Regions from separate parts of the Mus musculus genome. Here region 1 is linked to region 2. Evidence: chromatin contacts called from public Hi-C data. All regions are on one chromosome and are shown on one strand. The core of a region is the stretch at or near the end of the contact, and the rest is flanking DNA. Distances in the headings are between cores, read along the strand shown. Region 1 holds the start of Rassf6 (Ras association (RalGDS/AF-6) domain family member 6). Region 2 overlaps Rassf6 (Ras association (RalGDS/AF-6) domain family member 6).

Region 1 (3,695 bases), core at 751-3,250, 37 kb after region 2:
AATAGGAGTCAACATTAAGTGTACAACATTTAATGCTATGTTATCTGCACTATTTTAAATATAATTAGAAAAGTTTATTATTTCATACAACCCTCGTTATTTTTCTGTGTTGTTGATTAGAACATTCTATAATTTGCAATATAGGGTTATATATTTTAGGAACAACAGATAAACATATACGTATAGCATATAAGCTAACTAGGAAGATAGTTTTTTATGAGGTTAAGGAGATTCATCTCAATATTAAAATATTAAATATAGTCAAACAGATTTATCTTACTTGGGGCACTGTTTTTTATATTGATATATCACTAGGGAATATAAAATCAAATACTTTAAATTGTATTCAACAGTTTATATTCAGTATAATAGATGAAAAATGTTTAGTTATTACTCTGAGGTAGTCTAAATAAATGAGATTATTTTATAAGCCAAACTGCACTGTTATTGCTAGATCCTATAAGCCAATAGCACAACAAATGTCAGTTGACTTGGCATTAGAAATCTACCCAAAATTCTTCAGTCAGTATCTCATTAGATGTGGATTAGGAAATTCAAATTCTATAGTGGAAAAATGAACATTTAAGACAATGATGATTTGCATTGTAAACCATTTAGCAACATTCATAAAACTCATAGCAAGAGTCACAAAAGTGTCCTTTACACAACACCGTATAATAAAAAGCCACTTCCTTGTCATTTAAGCTGAAGAGTTAGAGCCCGACAAAGCATGAGCACCAGACTGTTAGCATATAAAGAAAGTCACCATCATTTGACTGTAAACCATTCAATATGTGTTACAACAGAAGGGCTTAGCCCAGATAGTCTAATTTGATGAAAGTCATTCAAATGCAGTCTTTCATGTGAAGCATAAAGGCCAGGGCTTTACAGCATAAAATAGATAGTAATTTTCTCACTACAGATGCTTTTTATTTCCTCAGAAATAAACACCACTTTCACAAAATAAAAGTGGATAACATTTAAGTTTAAACTGGCCTTCAGGTAGGCTAAACACTTGGAAGTGAGGAGAAGCCAGGCAGTTTTACCACTACAGAGCTGCTGCTGCTCGCCCATGGTCACCAGGTCAGTCTCACAAGCACTGTTCCTCTTCCAGCATCCTCAGGGTCTGGTGTTGTCTGTCCAGCTCAGGTCAGTTTGTCCTCCCCGTCACACCCATTTTACAGATCTGTAGATTTGTGGGCGGTGACATACGATGCGATGCCGTTTGTGGAAGAACTGCCACCTGTTTAATCCCCACTAAAGTGCCCTGAGACACATGGTATCATGTTTGTTTTATAGATGCCAGACTTATGAGGCTTAGATATGGGAAGTAACGTTCAAAGTGACAAACTAGTAAGTAGCAGACACAAGGCTTGATCCTATGACTCTCCAGCTTCAGAATCTGGATGCTAACTCACAGATGCCCTTGTGATTACGGTCATCCTAACATTGTTTGGTGAGGTCTTCATTATATCTCAATCCCTTCTCAGTGAAGCTGATTTACCTTGAAGAAAGGAACATTTAACTGACCCCTCAAGTTAAAGGGTCTTTCCTTTACGATGTAGTCATGTATGACAAACTTGAAACACAAGAAGCAGCTAAGGTAAAAGTCAACGAGCTGGCTCTTTGGGAAAGGGGAAGGCAGGGTGGTCTTGCTGCTCCAAACGCCCCTCCCCACTACTGTGTCCTAACCCCCTCACGCGCTTACCTTCTCCAGGAGAGTATTCTGAAAAAAAAATTCTGATTTAAGGCCAACTCACACTAGGGCTCAGGTTGCGCTGATGCACGCACGGGTTTACGCTTCCTGACTATGGATTTCAGTTTCTCTAGACCGCTCTCAAATGCTCCCCGCACCCCTACCTGGTGTGCCTGTGTGTGGACTGAGCGGGGCTCTTCGCTTCAACCTCCAAGTTCACCTGCTTTTGTGCCGGGCAAAGGAGACTCTTGTGACCAAGCAGCGCGGAGCCTGAGGTGGCGAGCTGTCCCTTACAGTAGTGGGAAGGCGGAGCTGCCTGCGGGTGACAAGGCGTCCTTGTCACTCACCTGATCACTCACCTGCTCCGAGCCGAGGCAGGCAGTCAGGGTGGAGGACACATGGCTGGCCCCACAGTGCTGCTCCAGGCAGAGTTTCGCAGCCCCAGCGGCAGTTAATTATTACAAGGTTGCCCATCGCAGGGGGTGTGAGCAACCTGAGCCACGCCCAGTGCCTCAGTGCATGTTGGGAGTGTTTACTCTGTCCTTGCGGCCAGCAGGTACCCTGCTCTCTGCAGTAGTGGACTGATGGTGGGGACCTTTGTCAGTGACAGGCTGCAGGATCTTTGCTAGCCAACTGTGCTGCAGATAAACGGCTCCAGCTAGGACTCTGCGTTTTGTCTTTGAAAAGTTAAGTTGTCTTTCAGCTTGTGATTTCTTAATTTTCTTTTCCTTAGTCTTGGCTTTCTGCCAGCACCTTTGCACCCAAGACTTTTTTTTTTTTTCCTCACACCCTTAGGGTGTGCCAGAACCTTCCAGGCAGCTTGCAACATCAGGGCTCATGTGCCTGGCCTGACCACCTGACTTAAATTGGGTCTTGGGTAGCCGTATTATTATTTTAAGAGAAGGTGAGGCAGGCTTGACTTGTGTTCTCTGAGGTGGAATGCTGACTGAACTGAAGGTCTGACAATGACGCTAGAGCCCCAGTGCTTGTTTGATGTGTCTATACGGTGCCTTCCATAGGATTCTAAACTCACGCAGAAAGGGTCAGACAGTCGAGTTAGCCTGTGGCCATTGAAAAAGGTGAGGGGCTTTGAGATTTAACAGGCATTGGTCAAAAGAGGTATCGGCCATCACTTGTACTAGCTTGGCCACGTTGGCTCACAGTATACTGGTGTGTGGTTGCTGGCGTGGACTGACCTTTGGATGATAAAGAACAGGACCTGCAGTGTTTACAGCTCTGCTTCTACAATGTCTTGCTCAGATCCTGGCTGCACCCAGTCGCCCGTGCTCAAACGGATCTCCTGTTTGTTTTCAGTGTCTGGGCAACACTGGGTTTCTGCCTTTATCTGCAGCCTTCCCTTTAAATACTTTATCCTCGTGTAGATGTATAGTTTTTCTGTAGACTGTAAAGCCATATAGCATGCACAATGTGAAAAATTTCAAAAACACAGAAATGAAACAAAAATATTTACAAATCTATCTCTGGAATAAAATTATTGTAAGCAGCGGGCTGACTGTCATGGCTGACATATTTACTCTGGGAACATATCTGAAGGTGGCTGCATAGTTTGCTCTTCTATAACTTATCTTTATCTCATAAAAGATATTGTGAACAATTTACCATATGTCAGGGTGGGTTAATTTTTTTCTTACAATGTATTTTAACTAGCGGCACTGTAATATGCCATATGCATAGAGCATTATTTATTTAAGCAGTTCCTTATTGAGAGGGAGTTTTATTTCTAAACAACACTACAGCGAATTTTTACATGTAATTGCTCTGAACTGTGGTTACGACCTTACAACCTTCAAAGTGAAGTAACAGGATGAAAAAGGGTATATACTTTAAATTATATTAAAATTTATTTTACTTTTATCTTATGAGCATGGGTGTTTTGCCTGTGTGTGTGGACACCATCTGCTTTCTGTGCCTGCTGGGGCTAGAAGAGGGTATTGGATCCCCCAGCAATGGAGTCACAGACAGTAGCGAGTCACCATGT
Region 2 (3,880 bases), core at 1,214-3,713:
AATTTAGCTCTACTATTAAAATATAATTTTAATGACTGCAGCATCAGCACAGTAAACAACTTTGAAGAAAGCCTTTGTATCTCTGATGCCCATATAACATCTTATAAATAGAATTATAAATAAATTATAGGATAAATTTAACATCTAACTCGTGCTTAAAGGGGGAAAAACATTTGCTGCAGCAAACATTGTCACTATCTGCCGAATAGTTTAATCTTTGCTAGGGATCTTGTTGCACTGATATGGTAGCTTTTATTTTCTCTGCCCAAATTCAGTTTGAAATCGGCCCTGGGTGGTGGGGGTTCAGAAGTTTCCTTTGCAGCTTACACAATATCATATGTTGCCAGCAGAGGGCGTACTGTAAAAACATAGCCGTTGGAGGTCTTTGAGGCTTCCATGGCTCCTGGAGACCAGATTTTTCCTTCTTCACCCTTTATCCCGTGTTTTCCCCAGTGCTAGCAGCCTGTGAGGTGCAGAGCTCTGCGGTTCTGTTTACCTGGTCCATTTATCCAGTTTTTGATTCAGGCAGTGGTGGTATAACTAGAACCCAGTGTAGGTCAGATCACTAGCCAGAATCCTCGTGTCTATATTTAGTCCTCATCTCTACGAACACTCAAAACAGGGCTGTGTGAGGCTGGCTTTGCCAGGTACCCATTAGAGCTCTATTTCTATCTTTTCTGTTGCCGTCCTATCATAGTTAAATAATTCTTCATGCTAAACTCACTTTATGTGACTGCACGGTTTCTCTCTAGTGATTTGAACTGATGATGCAGTTGGTCATTGTTGAATATGATACTTGGAATACACTTAGTAGTTATTTGCATTTCTCTCCTATGAGTTTTCATACCATCTTCCCTTTCCTCTGTAAGGCTTGCTGGGCTTTGTACATAATTTGTATGTATACATATATCTCATTTTGAGATAGGGCCTTATTTAAGGCACAGGTTGGCTTGGAGCTTACTAAGCAGTCTGCACTGGCCTGGATTTATAGAAATATTCCTTCCTTCACCTCCTGAGGGTAAGATTTCAAGGATATGCCATCATACCTGGGTAGGTTTTCCAATATATTACGATCTTTTGGTCCATTCTTAGTGAGATGAAACCATTCCTTTCTTGATCAATAGGCAAAACATTAGAAATGTAAGATTTCATTTCAACCAGTGAGGTAGGCTTCCCTGGACACAAAGGCCACACTGTTGCTATCCTGTCAGCCAGATTCCGACTCCGAGTTCTGGCGATGCTGACCATGATTAACTCACTGTTAGAACTGTTCCACAATTTAATGTTGATAATACAACCTCACCGTAGTACAGGTAACCCGACTGAACAATGTCAGACGAAATTCAAATGGAAGTCATTTGGGGATAGAAGAATATTGATTAAACCTCCTTGTTGATATAAGTTTACAAATAAAACCCCATAGTATTTTTGCTTTTCCAGGTGGGATTAGCAGACCTGTGAGACCCTGAAGAGGGTCTTATACAACAGCAAGGATGCTGTGATGTCCTGCCTGGCTCAGCTATAGTAGCATGGCTTTATCTGCAGGAATCTTCTGCAACAGTGACACATTTGCGGTAAGATGCATTTGCGGTAAGTCCTCTCCTAGCAAACACAGTATACTTTATGTTTGTGGTATATATTTGTTTACAAGGGTAAAGAAAGATAATGACTATAATCCCTTTTTAAAGACATTTAAAACAGCTTGGATGTTATCAGTTAGTTGCACAGAAGGGTGTGGGGACAAATGAAGGGCATGAACAATCAGAGTTTAGGTTTTTTTTAATAATATTTGTTTATTTATAACATATATAGCTGTTTTGCCTCCCTCTGTGTCTGTGTGCCCCGTGCTTGCAATGCCCACATAGGTGGGTACCAGATCCTCTAGGACGGGGGTTGCAGATAATTGCCAGTTGCCCTGTAGATGCTGGGAACTGAACTGGGGATTTCTGGAAGCGTAGTCAATGCTCTTAACCACGTAGCCATCACTCCAGCCTCGAGTTTAGGTTTCTTTACAAAAATCCAAAACCACTTTATTTTAAAAGGTCGGGTACTCTGATACTTCAGAGTTTAAAATCATCAGCCCTTGTAGATCTATTCCTAAATCTTATGAAAATGCTCAGATGTTTACACAGCTGTGAAACAGGGTCAGTTCAGATCGCTGATGGCTTGAGAATGTGTTTCTTGTTGACATCAGGAACTGGAAATGTTTACTTCCCGTCATTTATGAGTCATCAAGTATCTCGGCTCTTTTAAGAGCGCAAGATAAAACAAGCTTAAACCAGGTGATAAGAGCAGAGTCCACTTGAGTCTGAGCTCACCCGAGAACTTGCTATCGAGGACATTTGGAATGGGCAGTGTGCAGGCTTCCCTTCAGTTACTGAAATGAAGTCCCATCTTGCCTTAGTCCAACTCTGAACCGCAGCCAACCTCTGCATTTCAAAGAGGAAGCAGGCTGCTCGGCATTCGTTCGTCCAAAGCTTCAGAGCCATGCATATTAGGATGCAGAGCAGACCACACACGGATTCTGCAGTGCTCCCTCTAACTCCGCTGAGCAGGGCTTCTAGACTGTGGTCTCCGTTTTAGCTGCCTGTTTACTCTGTAGACACTTCAGGATAAAGGCCCTTTCGGTATTGAATCTGGAAAGGAGAGCAAGAATATAAAAAACTGGGTACCGGGAGGGCATGAAACCTACGGAAGGACGAAATATCCAGGGGTCCACTCTGGACTCACTTTGCCATAATTCTCTCAATCTCCATTTTCTCTTCTTCATCTAATCTTTGAAGGATGGATTCCAAGAAAGAAAAGTGAAAATTAATGTACGGAGCCACCTGGAAAGGAAAACAGGAGGTTTTAGGTTAAGAAGCACCCTGTCAGTGGGAGACGCGCAAGCGCAAACGCAAACGCAAACATGCAGAGACCACGGGCGCCCATACATCTCTGCTGATTTCTTCTGCATCTTTATCCATGAGGAAGATCCGAGCATTGCTTTTGGATGGTCCTTGTAGTAACCTCTGCAGCAGTGGGACATCGGTCTTCTTTAGCTTTCTCTGCTCTGCAAATGTATAAGGAATGGACCACAGTAAATGTTAATCCTAGACAAAGAAAAGAAGGCAATTTTGTCTTTTGGTCTTCCCTTGACTTGTTTTAGAGGCAATAGAGTCCAAGAACTCCCATCCTGCAAAAAGGAGAGCCATGCCCCATTACCCATGGTGAATACATTCCCAGACCCCAAGGAACATGTGACACTCTAATGGTATATAATGCCATATGTTCATCTATCTGTCCTATACATACATATACATACATATCTATAATCAAGTTTAATTTATAAATTAGTCAGAGTAAGAGGTAAGCATCACTAGTAACAAGATAGAGCAACCACAATATAATTTAATAAAACTGTCAGCGCTATTGCTTTTATACTTCTTTGAGAGCATTTACATCCCCTGCTGAAGTATTACCTGAAGACTAACACTATGGAGCCTCCATGGTGGACCTGCTAACTAAGCCGATACTAAGTGACTAATGGGCAGGTTGGATCTACGTGTGGATAAATCATCCCAGAAGCGGCAGTGAAGAACAGAACAAGCGTTCATCACTAGCTGATGGTACACATTTTAAAGCTTATGAATTGTTATTTCTGGAAACATTCATTCAATATTCTTGGACTATGTTTGACACTGGCTAACAGTAACCTTACATTTTAGATAAGAAAACATTTGTATCCATTGAAATTAAAAAGAAAAACCTTTACATAAACTCCAAATGAACTTCTTCCTCTCAATATAGGGTCTGACTTTACTAGTTCAAATAAGTTGACCTTAATTTCAGTTATTTAGACAAAGCTCTGGTCCTACTGAGGGAGCTACATGGCTTCATT

The links. A called contact is a pair of places that touch in the nucleus more often than the background predicts.
Region 1: a contact with region 2 is called in a Hi-C map of female germline stem cells, with 2.5 times the contacts expected there. The contact joins the promoter of Rassf6 here to the enhancer-like site in region 2. A contact is called at or near these places in 19 of 39 promoter capture datasets (the 3T3-L1 cell line, 3T3-L1-derived adipocytes, the C10 cell line and 12 more), 6 of 15 datasets of contacts at CTCF or cohesin (the G1E-ER4 cell line, the NIH/3T3 cell line, hippocampal excitatory neurons and 2 more), 206 of 484 Hi-C or Micro-C datasets (the 3T3-L1 cell line, 3T3-L1-derived adipocytes, the 63-12 cell line and 112 more), 23 of 115 datasets of contacts at active chromatin or transcription factors (the NIH/3T3 cell line, PVALB interneurons, astrocytes and 15 more) and 5 of 9 other capture datasets (adipose tissue, embryonic stem cells, embryonic tail and 2 more).

What each region holds. Positions count from the first base shown.
Region 1 is chr5:90,638,527-90,642,221 of GRCm38.p6, forward strand. Rassf6 (Ras association (RalGDS/AF-6) domain family member 6) reads right to left here and starts at 2,001. Exons shown (of 11, transcript NM_028478.3): 1 at 1,861-2,001.
Region 2 is chr5:90,601,313-90,605,192 of GRCm38.p6, forward strand. It overlaps Rassf6 (Ras association (RalGDS/AF-6) domain family member 6), which reads right to left. Exons shown (of 11, transcript NM_028478.3): 9 at 2,934-3,052; 10 at 2,731-2,828; 11 at 1,764-2,636. The coding sequence ends at 2,561. Among named protein-coding and RNA genes, the nearest start is that of Gm42109, 18 kb to the left of the region's middle. Within about 2 kb of position 2,464, at least 32 of the 459 cell types and tissues checked have an H3K27ac peak or open chromatin away from gene starts, as enhancers often do. A contact at or near this core is called in the G1E-ER4 cell line, bone marrow-derived macrophages, colorectal tumor organoids and 4 more, where this site is marked.